Regions from separate parts of the Hordeum vulgare genome. Here all the other regions are linked to region 3. Evidence: chromatin contacts called from public Hi-C and HiChIP or PLAC-seq data. All regions are on one chromosome and are shown on one strand. Each heading gives the region's core, a stretch centred on a gene start, on an enhancer-like site or on the middle of the called end of the contact. The rest is flanking DNA. Distances are from core to core; before and after follow the strand shown. Region 1 holds the start of LOC123427080 (diacylglycerol lipase-beta-like). Region 2 holds the start of LOC123427084 (ankyrin-3). Region 3 holds the start of LOC123427083 (protoporphyrinogen oxidase, mitochondrial). Region 4 holds the start of LOC123430455.

Region 1 (4,603 bases), core at 1,839-4,338, 210 kb before region 3:
ATGCATGAGACTAAAAGTTCCCTCTTCAACCCACTTTTAGGTGTTTGGCAGGGTGGATGGGCTCTCCCGAGCATAGCCGAGTCATGCAAAAAAGGCCCAGAACGATGCTGAAGGGAGCACCCCCATACAGGCGAGCTGGGGTCAGCTACGCTGGGTTCGACCCCCGCAAAAATCCCTCCCCGACCCACTTGGATCGAACGACCTCCCCTCGTTTTCTCGCTCGGCCTCCCTCCCTGACCTAGCCGCCACCCCTCGCACTCCTCCTCTCTCCCGCGAACCCATGACGACAGTCACCTGATCTACATCCCCACCGCCCCCTTCCTCCTTGTCGCCGCCAGGCCCAGCCCACCGTCCCGCCGTCGCATCCCCACCGGCCCCCTTCCTCCTTGTCGCTGCCAGGCCCAGCCCGTCGTCCCGCCGTCGCCTCACCGCCGCCCTGTTCTACCACGCCATCGACGGTCAGGCTTGTCGCCGCCCCTCCCCGGTCTACCTCGCCGCCAGACCCAGCCCGCCGTCCCCGCCGTGAGAGGTAGCCACTCTGCCTCCTCCTCCTCCTCGGTCTATTTTATTGCTGGAAGTGTTTAGTGAAATGTCGAAATGTTGTTTCAATATTGTCTTGGTGCCAAAAAAAAATGTTCATGCAGCCTAGCTCAGATACAGGCTACCAAACACAGTCTCGGCATAACATGTCTCGTCTGATGCAGCCTACCAAACACAGTCTCAGCTCAGCATGCGTCAATACATACACTTCTACCAAACAACTGCAGTTGCATGTACTAGCATGTCTCAAATGGGAACAACTATGCTAGGATGGTAACAGCTACCGAACACACCCTCAGTATATCCATGCAGGTTAGGCGGAAGTGCAAATGATTAGAAAATCCTAATAGGCCACCTAACATATACTTGATATGAAATTACCGAGACGGAGAGCCAACCTGCTAACAGTTCCAAATGGCCAGTCCCAGAAGCACGGTATGCAACCAATTCACCCAGAAGTCTTGCCACAGAATATACCTCATCTTCTTCCAATACAGTCCTAAATCAGCACATAAGAGGAACTAGAGTAAACAGATATATTAGTGTTGAAACCTCACAGTGTAAAATGACTGGATATAGACTTACATATACTTTGCACGTCCTAAGCAGCACAAAGCCTCACGAATTCCATGATCAAACACTTCCCTGTAATGAGCTTTCCATGCCATATCATGGGTCGCATAGAATGATCGCCATCTCAGTACATCAGAACCCGTGAAGCACTGAAGGACGACCACAACCCAGGAAAGGATAAGAAACAAAGCAATTAATGCTCGTCTGGAGACCTGCTCAGCTCCATCCTGTCCTAGATTACAAGTAAGGCAAACTAATTATTGGAGCACAAGATAGACATATGGAAGCAAAGAAAAATTAGGCAAGTGGACGCTGAATAAAATATAAAGTCCTCCTCAAAATGCATAATATTATTCAGTATATTCACATTGACACCAATTGCAACAAAACGTAAGTAGCATGCCGTTTGTACTGTTCAACTAAAAAAATCAGGTAGAAAATCCAAACAAATATATTCAACACATGTTCTATGTGAACAAGGTTTACTTGGCAGTGAGCTTACAGCAAACAAAGTCTTGAAAGGGCTAGATTCAAAGCTAGAATATACAACTGATAACTGATATCAACCAACTCGAACATACCAAAGAAACAGGACGTGGGTCTTCTTTCGTTGGGAAGATCACTCACAATGACAAACATGAGATAAATTGCCCCAACCAGCTGCAATGCACCAACAGCCATACCAAATCTAGTCCACCACAACCAGCGTTTATACCTCACCTGTTCAGCAAAATGGAAGTGGCAATATGATAAACAGGTAGAAAACATACTCTTCTCGGATAATTCAAGTTAAACAACCATATTTTCAGAAATGTTCATATCCCAACTATATGATAAACTGTTACTTATTTTCTTAATTCCTTTAGCTCTTCTTTTTTGTCCCTTCATATCCGCCCTATTATCTCCGACAGAGTGTAAACATGGAAAACTGAATACTCCCCCCATTCTATAATGTAGTGTATATAGATTTTTTGAAAAGTCAAACCTTAGGTTTGACTAAGTTTGTGAAAAAAAGAATATTTACATTTAGAATGCCAAACATATATCAATAGAATCATCATAAGGTGTAGTTTCATATTTTATATATTTGGTATTGTAGATAAAAATAGTTTTCTGTATAAACTTGGTCAAAGTTTTCAAAGTTTGACTTTTCAGAAAATCTATACGCACTACATTATGGAACGGAGGGAGTATAAATATAGATAATTCATTGGCGAGCCTCAACATGGAATGCTCGGTCTGTTAGCATTGTTCTGGAAGAGTTTGGTGGGAAAACATGTTAACAACGCGAGCATGAGTGAATTATGAATCTACATAATCTTGTGCACTTGTGTTCAACAACAAAGTTGGGTACCACAATCCTCAATAATACATTATCATTCATCAAGAATATTTCAAAATTACCAGTCCTGTCAAACTTGTGCATCAAATTACGTTCTTAACAGACTGTAAGCTCAACTAAAACCACAAACTGCAGCTTCATTATTGTCTGGTTTCTATCACTAGAGGAGTACCAGACTGTAAGCTCATGCAAAGCCACACCATCGTAGCAGCATTGCCATCCGATATATTACATCAGTTACACCACAATCGCATCAAACCCACCTTACAAATCACGACTAAGCTAATTCATAAGAATGACCGAAGCAACGCAACGCCAGCTGAAACTATCCTGAACCATAACCATCCACAGATGCATAGAAACCCCATGGGTCTGTGTTTTAAGCAATCGAAATCTAGGTAAAATCACCCGAATAATGCAATCTGGAATGCACCTACAGCTACCAGAAAGGATCCTACTTATGTGGGGACACCTACCAGGCACCAGAAAGGTGTAATCTACCAAACCAGCAACAGGAGCTTGATGATCGAGTCTCTCACCCTGATCTCGTGGCGGGCCACGGCGTCCTCGGCGACGGAGGCGGCGCCCTCGTCGAGGTGGCGGCGAGCAATGGCGTCCGCGGTGGCGTGCTGGGCCCGCGCGGCGCCGAGCATCGCGAGCACCCGGACGGCGGCCATGGCGGGCACGGCGGCGAGCGCGAGGCCCCAGCCGCAGCCGGGCGGTAGCGCGGCGTCGACGAGGTAGAGGCCGAGCAGCAGCACGGCACAGTTGAGGCCGCCGACGAGGAACGAGACGACCCGCACCATGCCGACCCGGAAGGAGGTGGCCCCGGCCCCGGCGCCGGCCGCCGCCGCCGCCGCGGGGGCCGCGGGCTGGCCGGCGCCGGCCATGGCGGGCCTCCGCCGGTCGGACGGCGGCGGCGGGGAGGAGCGGCGGCGGGGGAGGGGGAGGAGCAGGAGGCGTCGGATTGGGAGGAGGAGCTGCGCGGGAGGGGTGGCTGCGGGCCCGCGGCAGGGGAGGAGCGGCTTTCTAGACATCATCCGGCCGCGGCGGCCATGGAAAGCGGGGGTCGCGGGTGGTTGGGGACGGAAATAGAAACCGGGAGACCGGGGGAGGGGGGAAACAGTCGGCGTCCGCCTGCTGAATTGCTTCCTTCCGGGGACGTTTCCGAGGTTGAGGCTAGCTTGAGCTGATGATTGTTGCTGACTGGCAGTTGCGTCGGAATTTCTTTTTCTGCCGTTTATTATGGCTGGACTCTTGGAGTTGGTGGAGATCACAGGCTCATGATCGGCGAGCAGGACCACCACCATGCGTCCAACTCAAGAAACGATTTCTGTGATTATTTTTTCCTTCAGCACACACCCAAAATGCATTCTTCATGAATTTTACTCCCTGAGTTTCTTGTATATCTAAATTTGCTGAGAGTCCTCGCTAACTTATTAAGGACAAAAATAATTGACAACACATTCTCAGCAAAAGGCATAAGAGGTAAACTCCTCATTCAAACAAAACTTTATTGAGAGTCGTATGTCGGGCATTCGACATACTGTTTGCTAAGAACCAAAGGCAGATTGTGAGCAAAATAAAGTGACTTAACGACCTTTGGACGGAGACGACAATGTGGCATATCTTTGCCAAGCATGCTATATTATACTCTCGGCAAACACTAACGAATAGGAGGCAGCCATGTGAACGACTATCTGATAGTCGTCCGACCACCTTATGCCGAGTTTTGCATTTTGCCGAGTGGAAGCTCTAGGAAAAGACAACGAATAGGAACATGTCCACTCTTCTAATAATGGTGTGGTCCCTTATACACAGATCTTGGTTTTGTCGTGTTCCTCTACTCGATAAAATACAGCGAATAAGAGGTTGCCTTGTGGCTATCCGTCAGACAAACGGGTCATGGACTTATGTCGAGTGTTGTTTTTTGCCAAGTGTCTCCATTTATTAAGCATGATGCTTTCTCTTGGAGGCGATGGAGCGTCCCAGTGACGAGGTCCATATCGTGGATGCGTGGATAGAAGGTCATAGGGGAAAGGATGGCAAACTATTTTGCAGTGATTCGGTGCGGAAGAAGTGTGAAATCTTTGAAGCCCGGTTTTAGAAGGTGCGCGAGGTGGATGATGACCCTAGATCCCGGTCACT
Region 2 (4,022 bases), core at 347-2,846, 160 kb after region 3:
TACCGGAGAGCTTGACGATGGGATGTGCGGCGACGATGCGATGCGGGCTCGAGCTCGAGGTAGAAGACGAAGAAGAGGAGCAGGGTAAAAGTAAAATAGATATCCTTGTTGGTATTTAAAGGCCGGAGCGGAAATGGAAAAGGCAGGCGTGGGAATCTAGGAGTCGTAGTAAATTTCAGAGTTGATGGCGCCTCGATTGTCGGGCCAAACGAATAAGCTAAAGGAGCCGTTGGAGTGATGCCATAAAGATCCCTAACATCTCGGGATAGCTGACATCATCAACAAATGGAAGAGGAGACCAAAAGGATATTACAAGCCGATGTTTCTTCCATTGGAAGACAAGTTTGGATTATGTGTGAGCCGCCAAGAATACGAGAAAGGTTTATAAACGTGAACGAGTTCAAGTCAATCTAAGGCCTAATGTTGGAGATATTATCCCGCCATGAGACCCTCCTAAGAGGCCGGGTCAAGATGATGGCGGCTCAAACATTCATGTTCAAGACGGGCCATGACTTATCAAGCACAAGGCACAAGGTGAAGCCAGAAGAGCCGGTTGTAGCCCAAGACATAAAGATGACGACTTATGGCCCATATAGAAGAAGGGCCTCGAGAAGTTTCCTTGCGATAAAAGTAAGGCGAGTTAAAGATATGTCAAGTCACGAATTATACGTGACCCGAACTCTTGTAATCCTAGGGCCTCGACCTGTATATAAAGACGGATCTCTAGGTCTGATAGGGTTAAGTTATCACTAATTGAGAGCTAGGCCAGACGAATCCGCACCCTTGTAATCGATTTGCACATAATTATACACAAAGCAGGACGTAAGATTTTACCTCGATGAGAGAGGCCGAACCTCGTTAAAATCGTCTCTTGCTCCCTATAACCCCTTTGAGTCGCCACATGGTTGCGATGCCCCCATCACTAAGTCCTCTCAGAAGGACATCTGCCGTGACAAACCACGGCAACCTCCCTCCTTGTTGAGCAATGAAATTCCCTTAACCCTGCAAAAATACTTAGATGAATATTAGACATTGTATTATCACACATGTAATGTATGCTTGATATCAATGAAGGCGCTTTTGGCGCTGCCATTTTGTCCAAAGAAAAGCACATGTTTTGTTCTAATCTCTCGACACGGCATCCAAACCTTCAACTTTATACTCCCTCTATTTTGAAATATAAGTATTTTTTTAAAGATTTTATTATAAATTACATAAAAAAAATAAGTAAACTTATACTCTAAAGTATGTCTATATTCTAAAGTCCGTAGACTAAAAAAACTTATACGCCGTAGTCCAAAAAACTTATACAGCGTATTACCACCAAATCTTACATATACCAGATCCACTTGTCACACACTCTCTCTCTCTCATCCAGGGCCGAGCCTGAGCCGGAGCCTGAGCCTGAGCCGGAACCAAGCCGCGCGAGGGTCGTGTGATATTCATTCACGCTCTACCCCACCCGTATCAGCCGCGCATCACACTTACTCGTGGACCCCCACACCCAATTCACCGCGCAGTTACTTTACCCCCATCAAGAGCCCACTATATATGACGCCTCGGCGAGCTCCCGTCGCGCCCTCCCCCTTTCAAGTCTTCCCCACCCTGCCGAGAGACAGACACGGAAGAGATCGAAGCAGAGTGGAGCTCCGTACGCCGTCCGTCAACAGGAGCAAGCTTCTAGAATGGCGGTGCTGCTGCGCCCGGCGGCGATCGCCGGCGGCCGGCAGGTCTGGCCGGTGGCGGAGGACCAGGCCGACGCGGCGGCGGCGGCCTCCCAGCGGCTCGTGGAGGCGGTGGCGCGCGGCGACTCCAGGGAGGCGGGCGAGCTGCTCGCGTCCGGGCGCGCGGACGTGAACTACGCCGGGGTGGTGTGGCTCGACGCGCGCCGGGTGGCGGAGGCGGCGCTGCGGGAGGGCGCCGCCGCCGAGCTGCGCGCGTCGCGGGAGGAGATCCGCGCCGACGTCTCGCCGCTCTTCCTCGCCGCCGGCAACGGGGACGTCGCGCTCGTCCGCGCGCTGCTCGTGAGTGCTTGGCTCCTCCCTCCCCTGCTCTCGTCGTTTTTGGGACTTGCTCTGCTGCCGTTTCCCGTCTGCTTTTCGGTTTGGAGAGCACGGCCATGCTGCTTTTCCGTCGGTTTTGATGCGTTTAGCCAGGAATGCGAGCTCCGTTTTGGCTTATTATGACCGGCGTTTCATCCATAATTTGTAGAGTACTAGTACAATCGAACACCCAAACACACATTTTTCACCTTGGAAGAAATAAGTCTAGGAAAGGAAACATGGAGAGCGTGCGCCGCTCAAAATTTGAAGTGCCATAGGGCGTAGGCCGGACTAGCTTAGCTGCGCTTTTATCTTTACCGAGTCGGCGAAGACTTTCAAAAAACATTTTCGAATGGTCTCAGCGGGCGCTGGCAACTCACGGATGTACTACAAGTACAACACACTGTCTGTATCTCATCCATGTAGTACTCCCGCATAGTTCAGTGTACCTGATGGATAGATAGGAGTAGAAGGTTGGCCATCTACTTCCGTTCCATTCCAAATGAAAAAGCTTTGAGCTCATCATAGTTCAGTCTACTATATAAATGCACGCGCCAGGACAAATCCCATTTTCGTGTAGGTTTAGACACGCATGCCAGCCCCCCCTCTCAAATCTCATTTACGCGCTCGGCCTGGCCCCTCCTACTAATCACTTCCTACCCTCCAAAATGGAGTTATATTAGACATAAAGAACATTCATTACGAGATATTTTGCAGACCCCAATCATGTGTTCCCTCGCCAGTCTTCACTTGAGGAGCTCCAACCCATTTCTCTGCAATTAGTTTCTCGAAGAGGGGCTACCAAGTAGTAGTACCAACCCGCATGGCTGCGATGGGGACCATGCTGTGCTTTGCGTTTGCAGTTCCTCTTTAATGCGTGTACGGACACATTTTGTTGTCTTGCCATGATACAAGTCGTGAAACGGATGGGGGCATGGAGCCGGCCATGGAGCTTACGCAGAGAAGCTTCCTGGACACGCCTTCTAGTAGGAGCATGCCCTAGATATACGTGTGTGTGTGTGTACAGTATATATGTGCATCGATCGAGGTCTAGACATACCGTATATACATACATACATACGTCCTGACATGTTACTGTACAGTACATTGCCTACAAAACAAATTATTTCCTACGTACATTTTTTGTAGTAGTAAAACTGAGGTTGGTCCACAAGGCTACGCACGCTGCTGCGTTGGGGAGAGATGTAATGGAGTATTTTAGCGACGAATTGGGGGGACAACGGTAGATGGGTTTGACTTTAACCCTGACCCATCCGTGCTTTGTTTACTGCTGCCGATAATATAACGAATCAGGTAAGTAGTAGTCGAAAGCACAGGTGCCCAGCGGTTGATGGTACTCCAGTCCAGTGGTGCTGCTAATCAAGTTTACCACTCTACAAAACAGGCAAAGGGAAGAGCTCAACCTCTGAACCTCAACGCTTTGGCCGAAACCAATATATTCCCCCCTCGTGAGCGCGGTCGGGGTTGGTATCACGTGACCCCCTCACTCAGGGTCAGGGTCCCGTCCCCCTCGACCCCCAGAGTCCCAGCACAGTTCATCCTACGTCCGTGTCTTTGTCTTGTGTAGTGCACACTCCAGTAATCCTCAGATTTGTTGGATCCCATGGTACTATGCCTTGGCCTTTGGTAGTTGCCACCTGGGCCTGATCACTGATCACGGCCTCACGTGCCTGTCACGCGTAATCATGCAAGATCGTTCTGCTCTACGAGGTTAAGGGCGTGTGTGTCTCGCAACAGGTGGTGGAGGTGGAGGCGAGGTGAGATCCATGATCTATCTACGTGGCTTGCAGTGTCCGGCCGGTTGATCCGCCGGTGTCATGGGGCGGCCCCGATGCGCTATGCCAACTCCATTGAATGGGATTGACAGGGGAGTAGGTTGCAATGGACGGGGCCGAGCACGAGCAGGAGCACGCACCCGGCCGGCCATGCCATGTACTCCTACTACCAGTAGTCTTTGCC
Region 3 (4,621 bases), core at 12-2,511:
CTTTGCAACAAGCATAGGTAGATGATCTTAGCTCAGTTCTTTGGCCTGATCATTTCAGCTCCATGTCTGCCTTGTAGGAACAAGCAGCAGCTGCTCTCAGCTGGAGTTATCCCCCTGATGGAGCAGATGATACAGAAACCGGAGACCTGCGAGGCAGCGGTGGCGATGTACCTCAACCTCTCTTGTCTGGAGGAGGCGCAGGCCATCATCGGCTCGAGCGAAGTCATCCATGTCCTGATCAGGTGCGTGCAAGAAGAAGGCTACCGTAGCGGCACCTGCCGGCTGGACGCGCTCCTGACGCTGTACAACCTGTCCCTGCACGCGCCCAACATCCCGCCGCTCCTGTCGTCGGGCATCGTCCAGAGCATCCACGCCGTCCTGGCGCCGTCGTCGTCGTCGTCGTCGTCGTGGACAGACAAGGCCCTGGCCGTGCTGATCAACCTGGCGCTGACCTGGCCCGGGAAGAAGGAGATCGCGGCGAACCAGGCCATCGTGGGCGACATCGTGTTCATCCTGGACAACGGGGAGGCGGCGGAGCAGGAGAAGGCGGTGTCGTGCCTGTGGATGATCTGCAACGGCGACGAGGGGTGCAGCCAGACGGTGCTGCAGGAGGGCGTGATCCCCGCGCTGGTGTCCCTGACGGCGAACGGCACGGGCAAGGCCAAGGACAAGGCGCAGAAGCTGCTCCGGCTGTTCCGGGAGCAGCGGCAGCGCGAGCTGGAGCAGCAGCAGCCGCGGGTGCAGCTGTTGGAGTTGGCCAGCCAGGCCGCCGCGCAGCAGGAGCAGCAGCAGCAGCAACAGGAGGAGGAGGAGGCGGCCGCGGCAGCAGAGGCGGACGCAGGGAAGACGGCGGCTTCCGAGCAGAGCGGCGAGGGCAGGAGGCCGGCGTCGCGGCTGAGCAGGTCCAAGTCCAAGCGGCTGGCCAGGGTCATCACCTGCCTCATCAAGAAGTGGACGATGAAAGGCGGCGGCGACAGGTGTAAACTGTAACACCGTCTTATGCTCTCTCTATTTTCGTGCGGCATCGTCACATTCACCAAAAATGTATGTGCCCGTGAGGAAAAGCTCCATGTGTAATTACAACTAGCCAAATCGTACAGACGTTCAACCGGGACCGCCCGTCCGAGTAAAAATGATTTTAGTGCTCCCGGAACAGCCGATTTGCATAGCGAAGGCGTCGTGGCACAACCAAGGCGCCGCCTCCGGTTTCGACCCACTGACTAGACTAGTCTACCCACCCTGCCACCTACTACTCCGCGGCTCCGATCGGCGACACGACAGCAACGGAGAAAGGCGACGGGCGACTCCCCTCCCCATCCAAACCCCGAATCAAATGCTCACTTCCGCCACCGCTCCCCCCTCCTCCTCCTCCTGCTCGTCCCACGCTCCCGCCCGCTTCGCCTCCCCGTCCCGGCCCCGTCGCTCCGCGTCCGCGTCCGCGCGCGGGCGAGGGCGCCGCGTCCGCCCCGTGCTCGCCATGGCCGCCTCCGACGACCCCCGCGCCAGGTCGGTCGCCGTCGTCGGCGCCGGCGTCAGGTGAGGCCACGCGATTTCAAGCCGAGTTCTCGGGTGGTCCTGCGCTCGCGCACGCGAGGTGTTTGACGGAATGGTGGGTCCGTGCAGTGGGCTCGTGGCGGCGTACATGCTGAGGAAGAGCGGCGTGCGGGTCACCGTGTTCGAGGCGGAAGACCGCGCGGGAGGGAAGATACGGACCAACTCCGACGGCGGATTCCTCTGGGACGAAGGAGCCAACACCATGGTGAGCCCATCTCTGTTTGTTAATAACCTGTGGTGCTGTGCGTCGCTGTCTCTGTATGCCACGGATTGTGGCGAAGGCTGGAGCGAGTTGAGCGACCTGTCTACATTATTGGCGTAGTGCTCGTTGTAGCAATTGCTCGTGTGGGCAGTTGGTCTCTTGGTGGGGCATGTACATGTACTCTTCTCCTTATTAGGATTCAAAATTGAAATGGAAGAAGCATGTGTTTGTGTGTGCAGTTGGTCTCTCGGTGGGGCATGCACTCTTCTCGTTATTAGAACTCAAAACTGACATGGAAGCTGGCAGATTAGCTGATGAAATAAATTGGTTCTGTTACCTGCAGACAGAAAGTGCACTGGAGGCTAGTAGGCTAATCGACGATCTTGGTCTTCAGGACAGACTGCAGTATGTATGTGCCAATGCTATCTTCGAATAATTAATATGTCTGCATTCTGTATTGTTGTCTGTAAATTGTTCCCATCAATATATTACCTTATAAGTTCAATGTCTGTTTCAGCCTAACTCCCAGCACAAGCGTTACACCGTTAAGGATGGGGCGCCAGCACTGGTAAATAGGGTTTCCATGTGATCATGCATCTTCTTTTCTGTTTTTTCTTATTGTAGCTCACCTTTGAGTCTTCTCCTTGTTGTTCCATAAGATTCCTTCAGATCCCATTGCGCTAATGAAAAGCACTGTTCTTTCTACGAAATCAAAGGTATACCCTTCTATTTAATACTATCTGCTTCAGCCTACAGTACATGCTACATGGCACACTAACCCCTTTCAAATGAGTTATTTATTGCCAGTACCACTGATAGATTGGAATGCATAACAAATACAAACGTTTTATCGTTTGCTATTGCTAATGCCCACTACCAGACCTGAATTAGCTGGTTTCAGTAACTAATTGACAATTTGTAGATTCTCCAGATCTTTTTCTTTCAAATTTGATTCTGCTCTGAATTCTTTCTTACCCTTGCAGTTCAAGTTATTTCTGGAACCATTTCTCTATGAAAAATCTAGCACAAGGAACTCCAAAAAAGTGTCTGACGAGCATTTGCGCGAGAGGTGAACCTTCACACTTGGTGTTTTGCATTGGTGTAGATGCCAAATGCTATCAAAATAATAAATGGTTACCTTCCGTATGAAGTGTTTAGGTTTTGAGAGGCTGTCTAGCACTCCAGTGTTCCTTAATCCTCACCTGCTTGCGGTTTTACGTAGGGTTTGTAGTATGTATTATTTGTTTAAAGGAGATAATTGAATATTCCTTTTTTGACAACTTTACAGCGTTGGGAGTTTTTTTGAACGCCATTTTGGGAAAGAGGTGAGCTCTTTCCTTACAACTCATCAATAATTTAATCATATACAGTTATAAGCTCTTCAGCTCACATCATAACCAGCCATAGCTAAGAACTTCCATGTTGGTTACAGGTTGTTGACTATCTTATTGATCCATTTGTAGCTGGAACAAGTGCAGGAGATCCCGAGTCATTATCTGTAAGTTACTACTGTGTTATGTGTGCAAACAGCATATGAGCTTTTCCGTGTGCTTAATGTTGATAATCTAATAATTATTAGTCCAGACCATATCACCTTGTCAATTAACTGTGCTGGCTTTAAGTAACAACCGTCTTTTGCAGATTCGTCATGCATTTCCGGGGTTATGGAATTTAGAAAAAAAGTAAGTTTGTATATTTATTTTATTTGCTAGCGGTGATCTATTCTCACTTCTACACTTTCGTTAGTTCTCTTGTCCATATTTCTAGGGTTATGGAATTTAGAAAGAAATATTTCCAGGGTTATGGAATTTAGAAAAAAATATTTCGTAATTAGCCTGATAATATGCATCTTCTAGAACAAAAAAACATATTGTAATTTTCATTTAAAATCACAGTTCCTAATTAGTCCAATAATATGCATCTTCTCGAACTTTAACCCATATTGTAATTTTCATTTCGAGCGAAATATTATCTAATTAGCCCGATAATATGTATCTTTGAACATGAATCCATATTTTCCTATACAAATTGCAGACATAATTTTTTGTAAATATAAAGGGCTACAACACCATTATTCAGAAAAATGTTTGATATCATGATTATAAATTTTGTACTAGTTCTTTTCAAAATGGGACTTGTTATTTTTGCGGTTTCAACTTGTCATTGACACTAAAGCATGCTGTTGTAAATTTGGCTAGCAACATTTTTTTGTTCCCAGTTATGGTGCTTCATAGTCCTGCAATGCTCTCAGGTATGGTTCTCTCATCGTTGGTGCCATCTTGTCAAAACTAACAGCTAAAGGTGGTTCAGCAAAGAAAGGAGGCGCTTCGTCAGGAAAAGGAAGGAACAAGCGGGCCTCATTTTCATTTCATGGTGGCATGCAGGTATTCCTTCAATGGCATCATGTCATTGTGTTTGTTAGTGTCAACAACATAAAAATAAAACCCACATATGTGCCCTATTAACTCCATTCGTGTTCCCTAAAAAAAACTTCCATCTGTGCCATTTGAAAGCGATGCATTTTACTTGATCAATGAAGAAATGGTTATATCCACTGTACTTGAAGAAATGCATCGCTTTCATGATCATTTAAACATGTTTATATCCATTGTACAGCTTAGCGATCCATTTACACTCATCGTCATTGCTGATTTCTGTATCGACTTGGCACAAGCTTATTAGCTTGCGGAGATTAGGTTAAAGCTATGTCAAACAAACGCCCAAATATATGACCAAGTGTATGGATATGTTTTGAATATCTTTTAGCTACATAGTTGTCAAGAAGCAATATTGCAAGACGAGAAATGAGTCAAAGGCAGGTAGGATACAAGAAAGACTAAATATCTTGTAACTACGTAGTTGTCA
Region 4 (4,469 bases), core at 193-2,692, 190 kb before region 3:
AAGCCAGCTCCTCTTTATTTCTGGGATCAAACTCCAGCCAAACAAAGTGTACCGTAAACTTGGGGGCCCTCTTTACCTTTGTAATTCGAGCATAAGATCTTGGCATACCGCTTCGACTATCATAGACAGCCCAGACCTGGTTCACTCTAAACTGATTTACACCTCTAAGTTGGTCAAAGTCAAAAAATTCAGGACATAATACTTTCGCTTGGACAATATGATCAGATAGCTCATCAACATCTGTACCTCCTACAGAAAATGGAGTGTCATGTTGTATGTTCTCAACCGTTTGTGTCTCTGTAAAGATCCCTGCATTCGTGCATGCAACATGTTCCTTCTCCACAACCCTCATGGATCCCATGTCAGAATTATTCCCACTAGACGAGCCAGCATACTTGGCATCAAACCCCGGGCCTTTCGGTGAACTGTTCTTTTCTGGAACAACACAGGCAAGAGCTTCTTCCAAGTTAAGGGGAAGTGCTGTAGGGTCAAGCTCCAAAGATCCTTCTGGAATGCCTTCGCTTTCAGCTCCACTCATCAGACGATACGGAACGCAATGTGAGAACCATACTGTGTCCTCCTGAGGTATCAGGTATGGAGTGGCCTCTTTAGACTGCATAAATAAGCTAATAAAGACTTTTATCTTTACAAGCGGAATGACAGAGATGCTGGTGCCTGTCGTGAAATCAGAGAGGACCTGAACAACTTCATACTTGTAGTTCTTTTGGTCGTGGGCATCTGAACTCCAACAAATATCCCATCCCTTGAGAAGGGTCCAAACTTCACCTTTCCTAGGATATATTTCATAAGAGTTCCTCCTACCAGTGAATATGGCATGTACAGGATGAGAAAACTGTTTCGTGTCGGTGTAAATCATAATGCCGCGGGTGGTGGAAACCCTGTAGGTTCCACACCCGACAGTTCGATCTTCTACCAATCTTTTCTCCACCTCCCCATCAGGACAAACTTCCAGCCATCTTGCATGCACTTTATTGTTCTTGAGATCAATGTTCTGTATCAAGGCATAGCAGTTGGGACACTTAACTTTGTCACTGTACAGAGCCCAGACCTGCCCAGGTTCGAACTTCTGAAGCGATCTAGTTTCTAAAAATACTCCAGCATTTTTCCACACACCAGCAAACTGTTGATCTGGACCAGAAGGAGCAGGTTGCTCAGTTGAAACATGTGCTATAAAGGGCTTCGAGCAATTCTGGCAGCGGACAAATTTCATCAAGATTGCATGGTGGTACTGATATTTGGTGCCACAAGTTGGACAGATGGTCCAAAATGTTTGTGGCCTTGCAGAGTTTGAGCCACACAGTTGTTGTTGTTGGCACTCAGTATGGAGATTCATAGTAGTATGAAGTGAGATATACTACTTCCAGATAACAAAGGACAAACAGTAGACCAAAAAAGTAACTTGTCAACCTGCAAAACACAGAATTATGATTAAGAAATTTCATGTGTAGACTCTAAAACAGAAGCCCTATATAAACAAGCAACAAAAAAACAACTGTCACTTTCTTGCCACCCTAAAAAAATTAATTTTTTTAAAAGGAAGTAATATTTTTCAGCTATTGTTACCAACACGGAAAACCATTAGCACTCAAAATGTAATGCATATGTTACATTATCTGTTTAAGCCAACAGGCTAAACATGTGGCAGGTTAGTTTCTAGATATATGTGCCCAACTGATCAGAAATCACTCCCTACCAGCAGGGTTCAGTTTCCACCTAAATTCTCCAAATCACCGGAGGTTAGTCACCACTTGGTTTTCTGGTGGATTCTGGTTACGTGTCTCTTGCTATTCTTCTTTGTATCTTTCTCTGTTCTTTTATTATCCTTGAAACATTCTCCTTTATCTTTTGAGGAAGAACCCTTTGACAGGTTGACTAAAGTATTGGTTTCAAGGTAATGTGCCAAAAAAGGCAAATTAAGGACAATTATGTTGAAATTGGAGATGGGCCTTAGGCCCATAAGACAAATTTCAGAAAAATCTCCAAGGGCCCATGTAGGTGGTGGCATGACAAGGTGGTGGGAAGTTTAGTCCCACCCCGCTAGTGGAGGAGAAGTTGGACCCCTGTATAAGGGTCTCTCTTCCACATGCTATTGGAGAGTGAGAAGAGAAGGTGCCCTCGCGCACTCCTCCTCCGCCGCCCGCCCCGTCCCGACGCGGCGCGGGTTGCGTGAATGAGCCAAGCTCATATATACGCGCTTATTTTTGCCGGTCAGGAACGGAGAATACGTAACGGACACGGCACGATCCAAGACGTCGGATCGTGGGCTGTTACCGACTCGGACGTGGGTTCGGCCCACGTCTCTCCACCCAGCCGTCTTTATAAGCAGGCTATCGCCTACCCTAGCCGATACGAGAACCAGATCACATCTGCCTCACGCGTTCGTTCCTTTTGCTCCTGCTGCCGCCGGCGACTCCGTCCCGTTTACCACGTACACGGTCGACGGGAGAGCAGGCCTCCGAAACCTCGCCTCTCCGGTTCCTGTACGGGAGAGGGGCGATTAGGTTTTTGGGGAGCGATCACGCGACTGCTCGCCTCCGTCCGTCTGCTTCGTCTACGTCCGCGTCGTCCTCGTCATCGCCATGTCTTCACCAAGCGAAGCTGACCGTCTCGTCCGCGAGAAGGCCGAAGCCGAGAAGAAGGCGACAGAGGATACTGCCGCCGCCACCACTGCTGCTATGACCAATTGGCCGATCGGAGGGTATGATATGTTTATCTCTCCCCTGTTTCTGTATGCACTAGTAATACTGCCTATATGCGTAGATGTTTCTGCTATATGCGTAGTACTTGCTAGTATACTCCGTGATCAGTATGTCATGAACCTACTCAATGCCATGTTCGTAATTATTTCATGGATTAATCTACTCAGAAAATTGCCTATTTCCTCAACAATCCAAAAACCTAATTTGTGTAGGAATTTTTCGAGTAATGGTTTTGCTGCTGCACTGAAACCGGATAAGTTTACCAGTACCTTTTTCAAGCGTTGGCAAACGAGAACCACCTTATGGCTCACGGCTATGAACGTGTTCTGGGTAGCCGGTGTCACTCCTACGAAAACTATCACTCTTGAACAGGAGAAGATGTTTAAGGAGGCCACCGTCCTATTCCTTGGAGCAGTCATTAGCGTGATCGGAGATAAGCTGGTTGATGCATATTTACATATGCATGTTGCCAAGGACTTGTGGGAGGCGCTCGAATCTAAATTCGGGGCCACCGATGCTGGGAGTGAGATGTATGTTATGGAGCAGTTCCACGATTACAAGATGGTTGACAACCGTTTTGTATTGGAACAAGCTCATGAGATAATATGCATAGCTAAAGAACTTGAGGTTCTTAAGTGCAATTTGCCGGGCAAGTTTGTCGCGGGTTGTATAATTGCTAAGCTCCCTAATTCCTGGAGGAACTTTGCTACTACTCTGAAACATCAGAGGCGTGAGTTCTTAGTAGAGGACATCATCGGCCATCTGAGTGTTGAGCAGAACTCGAGAGCAAATGACTCCAATGGAAAAGCGATGGAAAGCTCTTCTGCTGCCAATATGGTACATCAGAGGAACCTCAATTCCCACAAGCCCAAGGGAAAGAATTCTGTCCAACAGAATACCGACTTCAAGAAGAAGGGAAAGAAGCCCTTCAAGAAGAATAAGAAGGGAGATGGCTGCTATACTTGTGGTTCAGAGGAACATTGGGCGCACAAGTGTCCAAACAAGTACAAGAAGCCGGCGCAGGACTCCAAGTCTGCCAATATGATTGTGGGCAACAATGAAAGTGGTGCATCTGGGTACGGTAATTTACTTACTGTATTTACAGTTTGTCGGTCCACCGATTGGTGGGTGGACACGGGTGCAAATATTCATGTGTGTGCTGACTTATCATTGTTCTCTTCTTATCAGGCCACCGGTCGCGGGTCCGTATTGATGGGGAATGGCGCGAGTGCTTCTGTTCTTGGTGTTGGCACGGTCGATCTGAAGTTTACTTCGGGAAGGATCGTGCAGCTGAAGAACGTGCAGCATGTCCCCGCCATCAAGAAGAATCTCGTTAGTGGCTCCCTTCTGTGTAGAGAAGGGTTTAAGTTGGTATTCGAGTCTAATAAAGTAGTAGTTACGAAATATGGACTTTTCGTTGGAAAAGGTTATGAATGCGGAGGTCTGTTCCGCCTTTCTCTTGCAGATTTTTGTAATAAAGTCGTGAACAATATTCATTCGAGTGTTAATGAATCTGAAGTTTGGCATTCACGTCTTTGTCACATAAGTTTCGGTGTTATATCGCGGCTAGCAAAACTGAATTTAATCCCAACTTTCACTTTAGCCAAAGGTTCTAAGTGCCATTCGTGTGTGCAAGCAAAGCAACCTCGCAAGCCTCACAAGGCTGCAGAGGAGAGACACTTGGCACCATTAGAACTCATACATTCTGATCTTTGTGAGATGAATGGTGTGTTGACTAAAGGTGGAAAG

The links. Hi-C and Micro-C count contacts between places; a contact is called where the count stands out from the background. HiChIP or PLAC-seq counts read pairs in DNA pulled down with a chosen protein or histone mark.
Region 1: an H3K4me3 HiChIP or PLAC-seq map of embryo shows a contact between it and region 3, with 7 times the contacts expected there. The contact joins the promoter of LOC123427080 here to the promoter of LOC123427083 in region 3. A contact is called at or near these places in 2 of 6 Hi-C or Micro-C datasets (leaf and seedling) and 1 of 1 datasets of contacts at active chromatin or transcription factors (embryo).
Region 2: a Hi-C map of leaf shows a contact between it and region 3, with 5 times the contacts expected there. The contact joins the promoter of LOC123427084 here to the promoter of LOC123427083 in region 3. A contact is called at or near these places in 4 of 6 Hi-C or Micro-C datasets (leaf and seedling) and 1 of 1 datasets of contacts at active chromatin or transcription factors (embryo).
Region 4: a contact with region 3 is called in a Hi-C map of leaf, with 5 times the contacts expected there. The contact joins the promoter of LOC123430455 here to the promoter of LOC123427083 in region 3. A contact is called at or near these places in 4 of 6 Hi-C or Micro-C datasets (leaf, seedling and an unstated tissue).

Annotation. Positions count from the first base shown.
Region 1 is chr2H:537,487,185-537,491,787 of MorexV3_pseudomolecules_assembly, forward strand. LOC123427080 (diacylglycerol lipase-beta-like) reads right to left here and starts at 3,089. Exons shown (of 13, transcript XM_045111031.1): 1 at 2,995-3,089; 2 at 1,695-1,833; 3 at 1,126-1,345; 4 at 939-1,039. The coding sequence starts at 1,794.
Region 2 is chr2H:537,863,367-537,867,388 of MorexV3_pseudomolecules_assembly, forward strand. It overlaps LOC123427084 (ankyrin-3), which reads left to right and starts at 1,597. Exons shown (of 4, transcript XM_045111037.1): 1 at 1,597-2,024. The coding sequence starts at 1,686.
Region 3 is chr2H:537,701,218-537,705,838 of MorexV3_pseudomolecules_assembly, forward strand. LOC123427083 (protoporphyrinogen oxidase, mitochondrial) reads left to right here and starts at 1,262. Exons shown (of 17, transcript XM_045111035.1): 1 at 1,262-1,536; 2 at 1,624-1,759; 3 at 2,100-2,165; 4 at 2,274-2,324; 5 at 2,416-2,472; 6 at 2,740-2,825; 7 at 3,045-3,081; 8 at 3,189-3,254; 9 at 3,398-3,438; 10 at 4,008-4,140. The coding sequence starts at 1,334. It overlaps LOC123427082 (U-box domain-containing protein 7-like), which reads left to right. Exons shown (of 6, transcript XM_045111034.1): 6 at 78-1,148. The coding sequence ends at 990.
Region 4 is chr2H:537,510,920-537,515,388 of MorexV3_pseudomolecules_assembly, forward strand. LOC123430455 reads right to left here and starts at 1,443. Exons shown (of 1, transcript XM_045114327.1): 1 at 1-1,443. The coding sequence starts at 1,354.